Regions from separate parts of the Hordeum vulgare genome. Here region 2 is linked to region 1. The links are chromatin contacts, called in public Hi-C maps. All regions are on one chromosome and are shown on one strand. The core of a region is the stretch at or near the end of the contact, and the rest is flanking DNA. Distances in the headings are between cores, read along the strand shown.

What was found. Hi-C and Micro-C count contacts between places; a contact is called where the count stands out from the background.
Region 2: a Hi-C map of seedling shows a contact between it and region 1, with 5 times the contacts expected there. The contact joins the promoter of LOC123398659 here to the promoter of LOC123452573 in region 1. A contact is called at or near these places in 3 of 6 Hi-C or Micro-C datasets (leaf and seedling).

The regions. Positions count from the first base shown.
Region 1 is chr5H:374,074,533-374,081,262 of MorexV3_pseudomolecules_assembly, forward strand. It overlaps LOC123452573 (SURP and G-patch domain-containing protein 1-like protein), which reads left to right and starts at 2,675. Exons shown (of 9, transcript XM_045129248.1): 1 at 2,675-2,785; 2 at 3,114-3,519; 3 at 4,193-4,319; 4 at 4,437-4,543; 5 at 4,630-4,773; 6 at 5,166-5,303; 7 at 5,389-5,568; 8 at 5,878-6,056; 9 at 6,137-6,550. The coding sequence starts at 3,126. The coding sequence ends at 6,163. It overlaps LOC123452575 (meiotic nuclear division protein 1 homolog), which reads right to left and starts at 2,514. Exons shown (of 10, transcript XM_045129252.1): 1 at 2,348-2,514; 2 at 1,765-1,845; 3 at 1,096-1,212; 4 at 482-520; 5 at 95-202; 6 at 1-22. The coding sequence starts at 2,350.
Region 2 is chr5H:374,424,571-374,431,106 of MorexV3_pseudomolecules_assembly, forward strand. LOC123398659 (mediator of RNA polymerase II transcription subunit 14-like) reads right to left here and starts at 1,730. Exons shown (of 8, transcript XM_045093111.1): 1 at 1,262-1,730; 2 at 1-417. The coding sequence starts at 1,504.

The sequences.
Region 1 (6,730 bases), core at 1,425-3,924:
CCAAAGCGTCTTCTCTCTCATCCTAGAGGAATGTACATGAGTTGATCTACATCCTTCTTGCAGAGCTCAATAGGGGAAATGGAGAACAACTTACAGTGTCTTCCCTGCCTCTTTTCAAGTCGTCTCTCTGCTCAAGAAGCTCCATGTAACGTTTTTTAGAGTTTGAAAGATCAGACTCCAGCTTGTTGTAGGTAGTCCTCAGCTAAAAAAAAAAATCAAAGAAGAGGATTAGCCTAAATCTCTAATCTAAGATCTAAGGTCAACAAGGATACGGAAGTGCACTAGAAAGAGTGCTGATTTATTGAGATATGTCTACTCTGATGCACTGTTATAAGTCGCTCTTAAGAAGTTACATGAAATGGATTTCGGTATCAACATGTGTTGTCGGTTGTCGTGAAAGTTGAACCATACATGCAAGGTCAAAGTTTAATAATAACTATGCAATGAAAGAAGAGCAGAGTTCAATTTATCACAGCAGTACCTGATTTCCGGCACAACTGGGAAGACTCCAAAAGTACACCTGCAAGGAAACTAATAAGTTTAGAAACTAGAAACTAGAGGTACATGGATGATAATGTAAGTTAAACAAACAATTGGTATGCCCTCTCTTTGTGATGCACACAGCATGCGAAGTCACAGTATGTTCAACTGATGCACAATATCCTGAAGAATGTATTATCTTAACCAAATCATTGAAGAATACGATAAACCTTTCGTGAATTGAAGATAGATCAACTTAATGCACGCCATATATGAAAATAATGCATGCCATATATGAAAATGGCTAAGGGGCTGTTTGGTTCGTTCCTACGCTCGCCCTGCCAAATCCTGGGCGCTGTTGGCACGCCAAAAAATTGGCAAGGGATTCGGACACCAGTGATTTGGCGCAAGAGTAGCAGGATGGGACTGGGGCGGGCTGGCGCACCAATATTTTGGAGGCGATCCAAACAGCCACCTGACGCCTGGTCAACGACCGATTTTTTGGCAGGGCAGCTCAAGGCTCCAAACCAAACAGCCCCTAAATGACCAGGATGTGTGAAGGCAATTATCCTCCTCCCATCCATGGTACACAAACATATAAGCAGAAGAACTTACAGAAGTCCCTATTTTGTCTCTCAGGACAAGATCATCATCCACCAGGCTTTGCACAACATCCTTAACAGACTGGCTGATCACTCCTTTTTTAGGACCCATCTTCTCAAGCTCTTTAAGCTGAACGAGCAAAGAGAGTGAGAGATTTATGGAACAGCAAAACATATTGAACAGTCTACACGGAGAAACAATAACTATGTGCATATTAATGATTGTTTGTAAGGCAAAAAACACTAAAGCGGCACACTGAAAACAGAAGTTCATCAAAGCACAACAATATTGGTATACAGTTGTATATAGTATATACATACTGGTGGCACTAATATACATACAGTTGTAGGTTCAGGTACTAATGGTGAAGAGCAATGTAAGATGGAGGTGACAATTTGATAGTTTAAAATCAATACAGCGCGCGAAAACGGGAATTAACTGCAGAAATTAGCGTGGCATCTGGCATATCACTAGCTTGCCTCAATCACCAACATTCCAAAGTATAATTAAACTACATAGAAGACCTATCAGTACATCTTCAAGCACAAACTTCCACATTGGCAACAGAAAGAGAAGAACCCATGAGTATGTTGCTTCCGAACAAAAAGTAGTCACTGCAAGCAGCTACTCTTGCAACACTGAGGTAGAACAGTATAACAAAATCTCCACCGAAGATCTTACCAGATAGAAGTCTTGACTCTCGTAAAATATTTGAAGCATTTGCTCCCGCTTCTCCTCCAAGGAAAGGCCCCTCTTCTTCGACTAAGCACGATATGGAAAATAATCAGCTACAGTTACACATTACAGTATATACAGATGCTTATAGATACGACAAATGGTCGGTGCAATTCCGAATTTTTCGTGGGGAATGTAGCACCAACACAGCCCCATGGCATTGTAAACCCCAACTGCACCCACCAGCATACACAGTGACCCGCAAGCAACTGGCAGCCTGAGATTTACCGAGGCAGCACATATGCTACGCCAAACTGAATTATATGGCTGTAAACTGCAATGCACCTTAAATATGATGGCCGGCAGCGTGATAATGGAAAACCTAGCGCCGGAAGGAAGATTCACAGTCCGAAATGCACCGGCTTCTCCAATCTAATACTTCTCAATGTACAACCCAACTACCTCGCGTGCAAGAGGGGGCTTCACTTCCAGTTCAGCCGATCCACGGGCCAAGCGGTTGCCCCGACCAAATTCGGCGGCGAGTGGTGCGCAAGGCTGAAGGAAGGGGGAGGGGGGGAAAGGAACTCACCATGGCAGGCTATAGAGCACCGCCGAGCCGGTTGAGAGGGAGGCGGGGCGGCAGCCGTCGCCGGAGACGGGAGGTCGGGGTCGCCGGAGAGAGTAAACGCCCGCCGAGAGACGCGACGCGAGAGCGAGTGGGGGAATGCCGGTCGGTTTCGGTTTGCTTCTAGAATCAAGATTATTTTTTTGAGGGGTTTCTAGAATCTAGACGAGGGAGCGTTTTGGACCTCGGGCCTGCCTACAAACTGGGCCTGGGCTGCGCCGACGCAGGCCCGAGGCACGGTCCCGGAACCCAGCCTGTCTCTGGCTCTCCCACGCGAAGTCGAGTCGGCATCATTCCATCGCCATATTCTCTCTCTCCTCCCCGATTCCCCACCCCATCCCCACCCATCGCACCAAATTCCTTTCTAGGGTTTGGTTTACCCGTGCGGTGCCCCTCGATCAGGTAACTCTCCCGCCCCATCCGCCCTCCCGCCCCATCCGATCCAGCGATTCGAGGCATGGCATCCCCATCGATGAATTTCACCCCATTTTTTGCACGCCAAGTTTCGCCTAAATCGGGTCGGTCGTTGCTTGCCTGTAGAGTTAAATTTGTTGGAGTTTTGGAGGAACTTTTCTGAGGGGGAGGCTAGATCCCCCTCCTTCCGGAAGTAAATAAATATGGATGATCGCGTGCGTCTAGGGTTTATTGTTTCGGTGGATTATATGTTCCGTAGACCTGTTGTTAGCTTTTGTGTGACCACCATGGCGGTGTCTTGATTGGAGCTTAAAAGGATTGTGTAGCCATGGATAAGGGCCTCTTCGCCAACGACGGCTCCTTCATGGAGAGATTCAAGCAGATGCAGCAGGAGATGCAGGACAAGGAGAAGCCCGTCGCCCCCACCGCCGCCGCTGGTGCTGGCGCTGTCTCCTCTGCGCCGGCCAAGCCTGTCAACCCCAAGACGCCTCTTGTCATTGCGGCAAACAAGAGGCCGCTCGAGGTCAAGAAGGCCGGCTCGGTCTTGTCGGGCGGGAAGCTGGCCTTTAGCCTGAAGAAGAACAAGATCCCTATTATGCCTGTCAAGTTTGGAGCTGAGGAGGACGATGATGATGATGTTGCCGGTGTGGAGAGGGGGGATCATGCGAAGCGGCACAAGTCCATTGATGCTCCCTCAGCTGCTGCCCCAGCTAGGGTTGTTGGTAATCATTTTGTTTCATTTGCTGCTATTACTGTATTTCTTTCTAATGAATACTCTCTGAGATCATGTGCCCTTACCCTGGGTAGTAGCTCTGTAGTCTACAAATAGATATGCTATAAGGGCTTTGAATTTTGACAAATATTTTTTAACATTAGAGATGTTGTATCTTCTATGCACATGTGCCCTGGGACTTGGATGATAATTTTGATCAAGATTGCCTCATATGTGATGAACTTATTCTGAGCTAAACATGTTGGTGCAAAAAACAGTTGTTCCTTGTCTCTTGACCTGATAGTTGCTATAAATGCAGAGACACACTGCTTATCTGATATTTTAATCATCATAGTATTTAAAGCATACCTGTCAACTTAACTGATAAAATGAATTGACATTGCACAACACCAGTGAAACTCTGCTTTTGCCCCGGCACGCATACATTAGTAGCTTGTCAAATATGGACATCAGTTCTCAGCATTTGTAATATGTTCCAACTGCAGCCAAAAGTTGTGAAGGTTTTGGTTTTTCTTATGGCTGCAGCTTATAGATTACTATATCGACATGGCTGGGAAGGATGTTGATTGAAAGGGTTGGAAATGTGGCGTTACTGCTGCTGCAGTAATTTGCATTCCCTTGTTCATGCACTTGATATTAATGAGTTCTTAAGTGACATGCAGCCTCAGCACCACCAAATGATATGACAGTGAGGCAGGTTGCTGACAAATTAGCAAGCTTCGTTGCCAAAAATGGGAGGCAGTTTGAGGATATCACACGGCAGAAGAATCCTGGAGATTCACCATTCAAGTATGACGGCAATAGCATTGCTGATCAATGCAAAAAAATGCTTACATTAAATTTGGAGATCAAAATTGTATCATTAACTGTTGCAATGGTAAATTCTTGAACTCTGGTTATTTGCAGGTTTCTATTTGATAAGAACTGTTCAGACTACAAATATTATGAGAATCGGCTTGCTGAAGAGGAAAAGGTTCATGCTCAGACAAAGGATGCTCATGCTTCAAAAATTGGTTCGTGTGTCACACAACACCATTACTTTTGGTATCAATTATCACCTATGCAAGTTCTCATGGCATATGTTCTTGCTAAAATGCAGTTAATTCGAGCACTGCAAGCTCCATAGCACATACTGGTCCGCAAAGAAGCTCATTTGAACAAAGATCTAACTATCAGACACCTGCTTCTGCTTTATATGGTGCATATGAAGGTAGTTCTTCCCAGGGAAGCTCATCTAGCCATGGTAAGTTACTCGTGGCGTCTTTTTGGATCATTTTTTAATTATGAAGTTTCTTAAACTTGTCTGCTACTCTGGTTTGATTGCTTCCACACTGTTCCAAGCTTGGGTACGCATGTTACGCAATGTTTTCTTGAGTTCGTAACCCTGCTCCGCCAGTTAATTGTCATCTGACTTTTCTTCTTAGTTTTTTGGCATCCTCTGTAGTAATTGTGTGGCCTAATCCATTGAATAGATATATTATGATGTGCATTTTGTGTGAGCAACTGAACCCTAATCCTGTCATCATGCTACATTATAGTTTTCTCCAGAATATGAAACGTCTTTATCTAGCAGATTGGTCCTTGTTTCTGTTTTTATAAATTTTAGTTGGTTGATGCTGTCTCATATTATTGCAGGTGGTCAGAGCATGTCTGCACCCTCAGATCCAGTAGCATTGATGGAATTCTACATGAAGAAAGCTGCGCAGGAAGAACGGAAGAGACCACCAAGGCAGTCAAAAGACGAAATGCCACCACCTCCATGTCTTGTTCAGGGTACATTTTCACATTTATTGTTAATCGCTGTGTTTGAAGGCTGTAGAGACTTGATATTAATTATTCATCTTTTCTTTCTTTCCAGGTCCTCCTAACAAGGGACACCACATGGGGGACTTCATTCCTCAAGAAGAACTTGAGAAGTTCATGGCACGCTGTAACGATGCTGCAGCACAAAAGGCTACCAAAGAAGCTGCGGAGAAGGCTAAGATTCAGGCCGACAATATTGGGCACAAGCTTCTGTCTAAGATGGGCTGGAGGGAAGGTTAGTCCTCGAATTGAATAGTAAATACCAAAGTTCCAGTTCTAGTAAAAACTTGTTTGTCTTTCTGATCTTACTTGGCCTGTTGGATTGTCTTTTAACCAGTAAGAAATCCAAATGACACAATGAACCCCATATCCGTAATAATCTATTTGGTTGGCTGGTGAATTGTTAAGTTCAGGTCAACATGTTGTATATAGAATTCCCGCTAGCCTTCCCCCTGTTGAACGTTTCCCTCAGTGACCTAATTAATTAGTCTTGTGATATTATACTGAATTCAGTTGTAGGTGCTAAATGTAGTTTATTCTGCAGGTGAGGGTCTTGGCAGTGAGAGAAGTGGCCGTGCAGATCCCATTATGGCTGGAGATGTGAAGCAGGATCACCTTGGTGTTGGTGCTATCCAACCTGGTGAGGTGTCATCTGAAGATGACATCTACGAGCAATACAAGAAGCGAATGATGCTAGGCTACCGCCATAGGCCAAACCCACTGGTATGCTGCCCGGCCATGACCCGCTTTAATGGATGATCTGTTATATACGTTTGTCTCATCAGTTATGCTATTTCCTGCAGAACAACCCAAGGAAACAATACTATTGATACAAGGGGAGGTCAGCCAAGGGGAGGGGGAGACGTAAGAAAACCAATTTTGCTGCAATCTTTTGCTCACAGAACTAACTGCTGCTTTGGGAAATGACTAACAGTATTGAAAGCTTTGTTCATCAGCAGAGAAGCCCAGAAGTTGATTTATTCAGCAAGTAACTTGGAACGCCACAGCCATGGGGCTTCCTGGGGTTATGCAGTAGCTTTGCCGTTTTAGTGTTTGTTTTTGTCGCGTTAAGTACTATGAGTGTGTTCTATGGTGGTGTTTTATGCCAAAGTTGATGTTTTGAACCGTGATGTATTTCTGCCTCTGTTGGTGGACAATGTGACTTTGTGATTATGCAACTTCTGCTGCGACTTCCTTCAGTTGACTACTGTTTCTTATTTTGGCCATTGCAAAGTGTGTGTTTGGTTGTAGTTGCTGTTGACAGTTTTTTTTAAAGCTAATTGTTACATATGCAATACTAAAGGAACTGAAAATCCGGACCCTGAATGTGCGATTTGTTGTATTTCTAGTATGTGAATAGACCGTCTCGCAATATTTACTCACGAGCCAAGTCATCT
Region 2 (6,536 bases), core at 480-2,979, 350 kb after region 1:
GTGCAGTATCCTCCATAAATCTAGGTTACCACGGTAACCTAATGTAAGAAGAACTTTAAATTCTCCATCCACACGAAAAACAGCTATCCCGTCAGTTACTGAAATGTTAGATACTTCTTTGGGTCTTGGAGTCACAAGTACTTTGTAGCGCACACTGGTGTCCAGCTTCTGCAAAGCATGCTTTTCTTCATCTGGAGAAAGTTTATTTTGGCTCCCTATATCTTCTATACATCTTGGTAACCTCTGATAACTGCCTGTAAGCATAACCTCTAAAGCAGAAGGAACATCAAATGTAGGAGCTCGTGCTTGCTGCAACCCCTCATGCATGAAGAACAGTGAGTCAGCTGTTTGGGTGAAGCATGTTTCATGGCTAGAAAGGGTCGATCCAAGTTGCTGACAGTACTGAACCAAAGGAACCTGCATAGATTAGAAGTAACCATCTTAAATACAGAAATTGGAAGTAAAGAAAAAAAGAAGTGCAACACAAAGTTTCCAAGACAAGGATTTCATGGTCTAGTACCAACCAATAGGTAGAATGATGAAAACCCCACTTTGGTTTAGGATGATATTGATAAAAAAACTGCAGATGATTTCTGGATGGAATGTATGGGCTGTTCAATCAAACTTAATGATTTCATGTTCAAAGTCAATTGTGCAAAGGCACAGCAAAAACAGAAGTTTGTTCGGAATAGTCTACATGAGCTTTTATTTTGACTATTCAGTTATAATCTATTGTCTATAAGTAATTTCTATTTCTCCCTTTCATAGCAAAGACTGAATTTGAACTTGACTACATGGAGATTCTAAACTAGGGGCTAGCGTTTAATATGTATACCAGCAGTTACATTTTGATTTGCTGTCCAATAGAAACACAACCCCAACCCCAAAAAAATAAAATTTGAGAATGAAGCACATTTCAATAACGTAATGCATATCTAAAAGGTCATCTCCCAACTGAATATCTATGGATGTTTAAGGGGGAGGGGTAAATGGACTTGCTCCTATTTGAACTTGAATCCAACGAACCTATTTTCACAGAATAGACTCAGATTGCTGGACGAGTAAAGCAAGGAGAAATAGCCGACCAAATGAAGTGCCAATTTGCCTCAACTATTATGATAGCAATGTGAGGATACCAACCAAACGACACCTAAATTCAGAAGTTTACCTATTTAATTCACCGCATTTCACTACACTAATGTGGCAATAAGACTATTGTCTAGGGCAAGCAGAAAACGGCCTTATCACAATCAACACCGACCTGCTGACACCACTTGGCGAGCACATGGAGGCGGAGCATGCGCTGGCGGGTGCGGGCGATGAATTTGAGCAGGTCAATCTTCTTCTCGGAGTCCGACCGCTGCCGCCCACCATAGGCGCCCTTCCAGTCAGACTCGGCCTGCGACTTCTCAACAAGCTCCCGCAGCGCCAGGTAGGACTCCTCCGCCGCCCGCCGCACCACGGACCCCAGCTCCACCGTCTGCTGCCCCAGCTCCCCCGCCATCGACGCGGCTAGGGTTTCCGCCTCAGCTTAAGCTCCCGCGACAACGGTTTTGGGAGGAAAGCGAGGCCACCTCTGCGGGACAGCGATGAGGCGGTGCGCTTCGGGGTAGGTGGCCGGGCAATACCGCCGGCGACAAATCGGCGGCGGCGGCCCGTGTGGCGTGGGATCGAAGCTTTTCGCTTCAGCGCTGGGTCGGGCCCGAACAGAGCGTGCGACCACGCCTAGTCTGACAAGATCACGATGGGCCAGCGAGGCTGCGCGTATATAGCGGCCGTCGATCGAGGTACCGACGGTTAGATGAAAGACAACGCTCAGGACGCAAACCGTCCTATGACGCCGCACAGAACGGGCAGACAGAGTTGGAGGCAAAATCGACAAATTTGACCCCTGAACACAAAAAAATCGCAAACTGAACTTCGTCTGAAATTTTTTCGCTCAGCTGACCCTTTTGTGTGACGCCCGACGCTTAGGCGTCACACTATACTGTGTGACGTCTAAGCCGTAGGCGTCACACCCCTGTCCATGCTGGCGTTCGACCGCACCGCATCTCCCGGCAGTGTGACGCCTAAGCCGCAGGCGTCACACTGCCACTTAAATTTATCGCCGCGTACTGGTTATTGCCGAGACGTCTCTAAGCAGGACAGAGACAGACGCACTTGAACTCGATGCGCCCCTGGAATTGATCTGACGAGGTGCTTCCCTTTTCAATTGCATGTAACATATGAGAAAGATGCAGAGGATGATCATAACAGTTACAAAAAAGATTTGCTATTACAGAGGAAAAAATTTAGGAAAAGAACTCACAAAGCATTTTCTGAAAGAACCATTGTTCTTCATGTCCATCTCGATGACTTTATCCATCAGCTTCCTGTCTCACGCACATACTCCCGGCGTGCTGTCAGGTATTTCCATGTCACGGACATCGAGCGAGTCTAGGTAAAGAATCTGTATTTTACAAAATAGAATAAAATGTGTTGAACTAAGTTTAGTTTTGCAGATAAATAAAAACAAATTGTAGCAATCATTCATATTGTTTTCTCTCATGAATCATGGTGCAGAATGCTGACCACGAGATAGAAAAGGCAGTCCCCTGTGCTGTTCTTCTCGCTAAGGGAAGAAACGCCCTTCTCGAGCTGCTCCACAACGAATGCTGACCACGAGAGCACGAGCACTATGAAAGTTCGAAGGAAGTGCTCGTCCACTGACTTCATCAGCTTGATGGACTTCTCCAAGCTCGCCATGGAGGGCGGACTGTCGACGTCGTGCTTGTCCAGCACGGAGGCGATTCCAGCCCGTACACGATGTCACGGCCGCGGTTCGGGATGCCGAGCACCCGGTGCACGCTGTCGACGGTGACGAGAATGGCCACAGATTTAAGTGGCAGTGTGACGCCTGTGGCTTAGGCGTCACACTGCCGGGGTTGCGGTGAGGCCATACGCCAGCATGCACGCGGGTGTGGCGCCTACGGCTTAGGCGTCACACTAAGTATAGTGTGACGCCTAAGTGTCGGGCGTCACACAAAAGGGTCAGCTCGGTGAAATATTTTCAAACGTAGTTCAGTTTGTGAAAACCTTTGGCTTCTAGGTCAAATTTGTTAATTTTGCCTCTGCTCTCGTCGTGATGGTTCGATCTTCCCCTGTCCACCTACCATAACCATCCTCATCCTCGCACGATCCTTCGCGTGAAAAAAATCACCTCGCATGATCCCTCTGTTGAAAAAAATCACACATTCCAGACCAAACAAAAGCTAGGGAAAAAAACACGTTCTCCACCTTCTCCATCCCACACCCCACATGCCGATCTCCCCAGGCCTTTCTCTCCCAAATCCTGAACCAACCCCTCTTCGTCCACACAGATCTCCTCTTTCAATGTCCTACCTCGAGAGCGTCCTCTCTCTCTCTCTATCTCTCTCTCCGGCAACTACGGGGGCGAGGGGACGCGCCGGCGCAGCCGTCCAAGCATGCCCCCAGGATACCTCGATGAAATATCGTTGGGGTCGTCTGTGGGCTCGACCTAGGGCGCCACAACTCTCACACCGCTTCTCCAACTTGCAAGCTCTCGCAAGGAGCGTGGTTGTTGCGATGTCATCGTGTTAACGCTGGGGTAGTACAGCATGGTCGCCGCCCCTGTCACACCGCATAGCTCGCACCTGAGTGGGATCCTATGATCACCCTGTTCAAAAAGGGTGACTGGACAATCATGGTATAACAGTTCTTGGTGGAACAACACGGAGACGTCAAAGCCTAGGTGGTTGCAAAAATATGAAGTAGGGCATCACAGAATAGCAATACTTGATGCAGAGTATTACTTGGTTCCTTCGATTTGGTATGATGTTGAATCCATATGTGCATGCAGTTTTCTTCATTGACAGTCAAACTGAAGAAGAAGCATGCATATTGGTCGAAGGAATGCAATCCCTCAGTTTAATAGTATTTATTTAACCTTTCTTTCATGTGTCACGGACCTGTATTCTAACAATGCAGGTGCTAATGTGTAACATGTACATGCCTTTTTGATGTCCTGGTAATTTTATGATCTTGTTTTGTCCAATTCTTTAAGAGGAATGGAAAAATTCATCTCAAAGAGCTGCTTCTCCACGCGGTCAACGGTGACCCTGACGCTTCTCTTGTTTGTCAAGGTTCGTGTTCAATGTTTGGGCATCTTGTCCCGCTCATGTTCCATCTCGATAGAGACGGTGGTGCCAGTATTGAAGCGGGTCGATAGCATCCAGGTCTCTCTTTAGGGCAAGGTTGTTGCTTAGTAGGAGTACATCCCAGATGAGACTGATGTAAGCTTTCTTTGAGCTGATGCTCATGTTCTCATTATTGTATTTGCAATATGAAGATAGTTATTACTTATTACTATGGAACGTCAAATAGATATGGTACCTTCTTTGTGTCATCTCTGTAATCCAAGTTATCAACTTTGCTACACTAATTATTGACATATATGAAAAAAAAATAGTGTAAAATGTTTATTGGTTTCAAGAGATTTATTTTGTCCAACAAATTCTGGTTCAGCCGCTAGGTTTAATTATCACGTATTTTCCTTGATATTCATATTCAAGGTCCCTACTTGTGTGCATCCAGCTATTACTGTGACTACCTTTCTTTTGATGTGAACCAATATCTTTGAATATTATCAGATAGTTTTGATCATAGACGATTTGTGGTGGAACTATATAATCTCCGTAATTAGATGAAGATGATGAACACTATCGTTGTCTTGGTCGTTTGGACGATTTGGAAGGAACGATACAACAGAGTTTTTGAAGGAAAATCCTCCCGTTTGGATCGCATAGTCAAACAAATTTGGTGTGATGCACACAAGCGCTATAGGACAGTGGCCAAATATCTTCATAGTTGTTTGTTTAACATGAACTGCTCTGTTCTTCTTAGCTTATCCCATTTTTCTGAACATGGTGTGGGAGTATGAAGCATTTATTTTCAAGAACGACGGTTCCTCGTCGAACGGTGGACATTTGGCCAAGAATGGGGTCGCTCAAGGCAAGAGGAATAAGTTTTCCTTTGTTGTTATCTTGCTCGTATGCTCCTTTCAGCAATAACGTAACAACTTGATGTTTGAATGGTTCAAGGCTGATGCTTTGTGCTTTGTATATCTGTTCGACAAGGTTTATGGTTTGTGTTCCAGCAGTTCCCTTCTTTTCCTACGTAGGTTATGATGAGGTCGTTCTTTTCTTCTGAAATTTGTAATATGAGATTAGATACTATTATTTCTTCTAGAATGATCAAATGCACTTCTCTTGCATGGTTCCAAAAAAATACCTCGATTTAACATTCTTACAGTTTTAATCGTATATAAAATGCTAAGGAACCATACGACCTTTTTGTTTTACAACTACGTTTTTTACTAGCACTTTTACTAGAAGTAGTCAATTTATATTTGTTTTCTGAAATAAGTATATTTGTATTTATGGGCATGCATTTGCACTTCAGTAAACTGTAGTATGGTAATTCATTCTCCATGAAGAAATGACAAAAATGTTGCACCTTAATTAGGTATTGTTTTCTATGTTTTTAAGTAAGATTTTTTTGCACATCTTTTCCTTGATATTCATATTTAAGGTCTTTGGCTGCGGCCTTGTGCGGAACGAAGATATCGACGGCTACACCTGGTTGTTCAAGACTTTCTTAGAGTGCATGGGTGGACTTGCTCCGATGAACATAATAACAGATTAGGACTTCAACATGCGTGCACGCATAAGTGACGTCTTCCCCATGGCAATTCATAGGCACTGCAGTTGGCATATTAAGGACAGTAAAACCGGACCTATTCCGAGCTCTCTCACGCATCCTTGCTCGTGAGCCGTTGATTTCGCGTGTGGGATGTAGATCACCGTCAAATCAATGTTCAGGTCGCGAACTGGGCTGTCTGATGCGCCTCTACTCACGCGTGGGCTACTAACGGGCCGACTGTCCTGGGGGCTGCTACTCCCGAAGCCAGTTTGAAGCCCTCTCATTCGTCTATACGAGTTAACGTCCGATCACGAACGAACGGTCGTGATACGCTTATGGCTGGGCTAACCCCATCCCACCTCCTCGCGACTTGCCTTGTCTCGCTCGTCTCCATCTGAGCGATGGCGGTGCAACAGCTTCCCAAGCTCCTCGGAGCCTTCCCTGGTGCGGACGTCATTGGGCATGTCACTGAGCATCGGATCCCCTTAGAGCCGCAACCACACTTGCGAGGGTATCGAGCACGAGAGAAGCAAGCCGATCCAACGCACGGGGAGCAAAACCGGTGCGAGGGGAGGCGATCGAGGGGATCCAGCGGGACACGCTTCAGCCGATGCGCTTGAGGGAAACGGATCCAGCAGACGAGGGGATCCAGCGGGCGTGAGAGACGGTGGCCAGCTATGTTGTCCTTCTACAATCTTTGCTCTGAAGGTGCATGCAACAGGTATGGGCTTCACTCTCAAATCGCTGGCGACGAAGGGTTTTCTCTCAGATCGGTACAACAGGGAGGAACTTTGCTGCAGAGGACGTCTTGGCAAGGGGAAAGGGTCCGGACCTAC